Regions from separate parts of the Anser cygnoides genome. Here region 1 is linked to region 2. A link is a contact called in public Hi-C data. All regions are on one chromosome and are shown on one strand. The core of a region is the stretch at or near the end of the contact, and the rest is flanking DNA. Distances in the headings are between cores, read along the strand shown. Region 1 holds the start of MAML3 (mastermind like transcriptional coactivator 3). Region 2 holds the start of RAB33B (RAB33B, member RAS oncogene family).

What was found. A called contact is a pair of places that touch in the nucleus more often than the background predicts.
Region 1: a contact with region 2 is called in a Hi-C map of liver, with 2.0 times the contacts expected there. The contact joins the promoter of MAML3 here to the promoter of RAB33B in region 2. A contact is called at or near these places in 2 of 7 Hi-C or Micro-C datasets (both in liver).

The regions. Positions count from the first base shown.
Region 1 is chr4:41,206,640-41,209,339 of Taihu_goose_T2T_genome, reverse strand. It overlaps MAML3 (mastermind like transcriptional coactivator 3), which reads left to right and starts at 1,394. Exons shown (of 5, transcript XM_048074966.2): 1 at 1,394-2,700. The coding sequence starts at 2,391.
Region 2 is chr4:40,907,438-40,910,137 of Taihu_goose_T2T_genome, reverse strand. RAB33B (RAB33B, member RAS oncogene family) reads right to left here and starts at 1,356. Exons shown (of 3, transcript XR_007167460.2): 1 at 1,042-1,356.

The DNA.
Region 1 (2,700 bases), core at 145-2,644, 300 kb before region 2:
GACGTTTTTATGAAGTGCTAATTCTGTTGATTGTCTTTAGACACAGGGATAGTGCTCTGTCTTCTACAAGGTTGCGCTGTAGACTAATGCAAGTATCACCACTTTTGCTCTTAACATGAATGGGGAAACAGAGGGCTACAATTTTGCTCGGCTTTGTTTCAACCTCAGCCAGTTCAAACGTGTCTTTTGATCAGAATCAACCGTTTTTAGAACGTATTCAGATGTTTTTCACAGACCTGATGATGCATCTGTTTGCAAGACTTCAAACATTAAGCGCTTTGGTTACTACCAACCTGTTGCTCAAATCATCGTCCCCTGGCGGAAGCAAAATAGGTAGATGAGAGACTTAACAACAACAAAAAAAAGCCTAAATTCAGAGTATGCTGGAATTTAATTCTCTAGCAATGCAGCATGCACTTGATATAGCATGTCGTGCTCGCTGCCCAAGCGGAACGCGGAAAGTTTGGGATGTGTTACTCCGTGTGGCCTGAGAAGCGATGCATATTGTTAGTCGTGAGGAAAACAAGACAGCTGCTGGGACATGCCCCAGGGAGCAGCCCCTACAAGTAGCAGTAACAGCACGGGGATAACCGGCAGCCCTCCGGCGTGTCTCGGTGTCCCGGCAGAGCTGGGCTCGGAGCAGCGCTGCAGCGAGCTGTCTGCGTGCCGGCTGCGGGCTGCAGGGGGCACTGCGGAGGAGCCCAAAAAAGTACTGGGAAGTTCAACCTGAGCGGCGCCGGCCGAGGCGCTGGCCTGCCGGCACTCCGCTTCCACAAAAACCACCAGGACAGCCCCCGGGTCTCCCCGCCGGCCCTCGCATTCGGCCTTTTTACGCGCGTTTGTCTGCAGGAGAGCAACGCAGGGGTGTTTTGGGGCCGGAGGGAGGACTGAAGAGGTTCCCCCGCAAGCGAGGCAGGGCTCGCAGCCCCCCCCCGAGCACAGCTGGGGCTGCTCCCCGCGTGCTGAGCGAGGGGCGAGCGCCGGGAGCAGCCGGCAGCTACGCTCCTCGGGCTGCTGCTGAAGGAAAGTTGGAAGGGGGGAGAGGGGGGCAGGCAGGCCCCTTGGTCCCGGGGGGGCCTCGCAAGGTGCGGCCGGCCGGTGCCGTCGCCGCCGCGATGGGGACGAGGCGAAAAGCAAATGTCACCCGCCGAGCGGCTGGAGCAGACAAAGCCGGCTGCGGAGCAGCGCCCCGCGCCCCGTGCTCCCCGGTTCCCGATCCCCCTTAGGAGAACGAGGGGGGCGTCCCCGCGGGCAGGAGCCCCGCGGCCCGGGGGAGCCCTCCGGGGGGTGCGGGCCCCCTCCGGCCGCGGGGAGCCGTGCCGGGGGAGCCGTCCGCTCCTGCCGGGCGGCTCCGCGCCGGGTTTTGCACCGCGTCCCCGGGTCTGCCTCCCCGCCGGCCCGGGGGAGCCGCCGCCGTCCTGCTAGCGCTGCGCGGGCACGGCGGGAGGAGGAGGAGGAGGAGGAGGAGGGCGCTCGATCATTGTGATGGTGGCAGGAGCGGCGGCAGGAGCAGCAGCAGCAGCAGCAGCGCGCAGAGCGGAGCGGCGCGGCACGGGCTTGGCGCTGGGGCAGCGCCCCGGAGCCTCGCTGCTGCTGCTGCCCCCCCCGACCCCGGCCCCGGCCCCGGCCCCGGCCCCGGCCCCGGCCCCGGCCCCGCGGGCGCTCGCCGGGCTCCCCCCCGCCGGTATGCGGCCGGGCGGGCAGCGGGCGCGGCGCGGCGGCGGCCCCAAAACTTTTCTCTAGGCGGGGAGCCCCGGCGCCGGCCCCCCCGCCCCGCTCCATGCCGGGGGGGCGCGCGGCGCGTGCCCGGCGGAGAACCGGGGGTGGGGGGGGGCGCGCGTCCCCGCGTCCCCGCGCGCGTGCATGCGGCTCGCTCCCCGGCGGCGGAGCGGTGTCCGGGGGCAGGAGGCGGTCCCGCGGCGATGGGCGATGGGGGGCAGGCAGCGGCCCCGTAGCGCCCGGGGGCGGCCGCCCCAGCAGCAGCAGCAGCAGCACCGGCAGCGGCAGCAGGAGCAGCAGCAGCAGCACAGCTGGCCGTGCGGGTGGCCGCGCCGCCGGCGATAACCTCCCGGCACCTCCGCTCGCCGCCTTCCTCCCTCCCTCCCTCTCTCCCTCCCTCCTCCTCCTCCTCCTCCCTCTCCTCCTCCTCCTCCTCTCCCCCCCCGCCGCCGCTCGCTCCCCGCTTCATGTTTTGGAGAGCCTCGAGGGGGATTGGCTGGGGGCGAGGAGGGACGCTCGCCGGGGCTCGCCGCTCGCCCGCTACATGCCGGCGCCCCCTCCTCCCCCCGGCGGCCCTCTGAAAAGTATCCCGCCGGGACCCCGGAGGGGACTGCGTGCGCGCCGGGGGCAGGCTCCAAACTTCTTCCAAAATAGTGCGCGCGGGGCAGGCGATGGGGGATTTCGCGGCCCCCGCCGCCGCCTCCAACGGCGGGGGCATCTGCATCAACAATAACCTGGGCGGCGGGCTCGGCGGGGCCGCTCTCGGGGTCGGCGGCGCCCCCCACGGCCCGCCCGCCGCCGCCCCCGGGAACAATGCTGCCGGCGGCGGCGTCCCCAAGCACAGCACGGTGGTGGAGCGGCTGCGGCAGCGCATCGAGGGCTGCCGGCGGCACCATGTCAGCTGCGAGAGCAGGTACCAGCAAGCCCAGGCGGAGCAGCTGGAGCTGGAGCGCAGGGACACGGTGAGCCTCTACCAGAGGA
Region 2 (2,700 bases), core at 107-2,606:
CTTCTTTTTTAGTTAAAAAGGGCATAGGGTAAAATAAAAAATGGGGAAGACAGGCAAATGGACAAATAAAAGGAAGAACTGGCAAGTGTGTGAGGCAAATGGACAGCCTCCCCATCTCCAACATCTTTAAGCAGTGAGTAAACAAGGAAAAACTGTGGCTTTCAGCTGACTGTCAGCTGTAATTCCAAAGCCTGGTGACAACATATGCAGAAGTACAATGCCATGACTACTGCTACTCCCTTTTTCCACACATCTGCTAAACTTTGATCACAGAAGCAAACTATCATACGGAAGGGAATTTTGCTTAAAACACGTTACTGCTAGCAGCCAAGCTGCACTGGTAAGCAACCAGTGGCTCAATCTGCAAATAGCTGTTAGGATCACAACTAGTGCTTACGCATCCATCTGGCAAGCTAGGTATATTTCATATACTTTTAAGATCTGCTTTAAAGCGCAAAGAAGGCGAAAGAGCATTCATCTCCCCCCAAAGATTTTCACTACATTTAGATTCGTAAGAAAAAAAACTTTGGCTAACCCTGTAATCGGAGCAGAACACATGTCAAACGTGAGCCAAGCACCCAGCCTGCCACTGTCCAGCCCTGCACCGCATGCAGCAAACCCAACAGAATCCTACAAAAACCAGCTGCGACACGTCACTATCGGGACACGGCAGCTCACTGCTGAACCACGTTTGGCTTCTTGATGGGATGTCACTTGCTATTTTCAGCAGGGCCACCGAATCTCTGCATTAAAAAGCCAGATTTTGAAACTGATTCTAATCTGCTACGGAAATTCCTACCCGCACTTCTCTGAGGCTGCCCTTGCGTTGTATTTTTATACGAGAAACGGAATTTGCGCTGGAAGGCGCCTCAGGCTGTCACGGCGGTGGTTCTTTCGAACGATTTTGAGGCAGAACGCCTGCTGGCGGTGGCAGCCGCCTCGCTCCCGCAGCGTGCGCGGTGTGATTTTCCTAAGGCAGGGGATGCCCCTGGGGGCCCGGGGGCGCAGCGGGGGGGGAGCCGCGGCCCGTCGGGGCGCTACCTTGATGCGCTCGCCGTCGATGGTGACGGCCCGCTCTCGGAAGTCCACGCCGATGGTGGCCTCGGTGCGCTGCGGGAAGCGGCCGGCGCAGAAGCGGTAGGTGAGGCACGTCTTGCCCACGTTGGAGTCGCCGATGACGATGATCTTGAAGATGCGGGAGCGCGCCGGCGGCAGGCTGCCGCTGCCCGGCAGGCTCAGCTCCAGCGACGACTCCAGCTCGGCCGCCGCCGCCATCATCGCCGCCGCCTCCCCCCCCCCCACACACACACCCCCACCTTCCCGCCTCCGACCGCCCCGCCCCGCCGACCGTTAACGGCCGCCGGCGGCGGGCAGCGAACGGCTGCGCCCGGCCACGTCACCGCCCCGCCGCGCCTCTCGCGAGAGCCCCCCGCCAAGCGCTGGGCGGCCGCTGGGCGGCGCTCGCCCTGAGGCGGCGGGCGGAGGGCGGGGGTGAAGGGAGGGGGGGGCGCGGTCAGGGCCGTGTGCCCGAGGTAATAAAGAGGAAGGCTGGGGGCACGGGGGCTCTGTGCTGTGCTCTGCAGCTGGGGAAGAGGCAGCGGCGGGTCCATCCGTGGCACAGCAGCACTCTGGCCAAAAATGTGCCCCGCAAGGTGAAGGGAGACGGGGATTTGCCCTCAGGATCTGTTAACAGCCCCACCAAGGGCTTCAGCCTAGGAGGGAGGTTTGACAGAGACATCACGTTGAAGCAATTTACCTCTTGAAAAGAGTTTAGCCATGACACAGAAAAACAAATGTAGCGTGCGGTAAACAAGAGGATGGTTGTCCTTGCGGTAGCTCCCTGGCCTGCAAAGCAATAGCCGAGCCAGGATTCCTGAGGCTTGGATCAGAAGCCTAATAATAGCCACGGCGGGGAGTCCTCCTCGTTGTTACACACGCCTGTGACCACCCAGCCTTCTGCCTGCACAAATCGAGCAAGAAGTGATCCCTGGATCACTGCTCCCCAGCCGTGTGGTTGAAGGACAGTGTCATTGACCCAGTCGTTGCTCAAGTGTAAGCACAAGTAGCCTAGGGCCAAAAAACCCCTCCCTCAGAGTTCAGAGCAACTGGCTTTGTAGCCTAGGCAGATGAGTTACAGTGCCCACCTCAGTGTGGTGTGAAAAAATCCAGAGTGTATCAAAACCCTGTGCATGGAGAAAGGAGCTGCTTAGTGCAGTCAGCATCAGCCCTCCAGGGAGTCCTTGTTATTCCCCTTTCCTGTGGACCACCCTAATTTAAGTTTGTTGAGAGGTGCCTCAGCCCTGTAGATAAGGTGCCTCCTGGGATAAGATGCCTTCTTTTATTCATCCTGTCAAAAAAGAGGAGTACTTTTCTGGTACAAAAGTGGAATATGGTACTAGTGGAAAACAAGGAGACTGTGCCACCCTTGCGTTCTCATGACCCTCCGACACTAGTTGCTCTGTTTTGCGGCAAGAATGTAAAATGTATTTGGCTGAGGGAAGGGAGCACCAGTAAGTGTGTCTCCACAGCCTAACGGCTAAGGAGCAGAGGATTCCTAATTCTAGTGGGAGATGCTCTGATCTGGGCTCTGGCTAGCACACTAAAAGGAGATTTTAAACAGCTGCTTGGCAGGGTCTGCCAACAGCTCATTCAACCAAGTTTGATCCGGGTTACGCCAAATTGAGCTATAATTAGATTTGA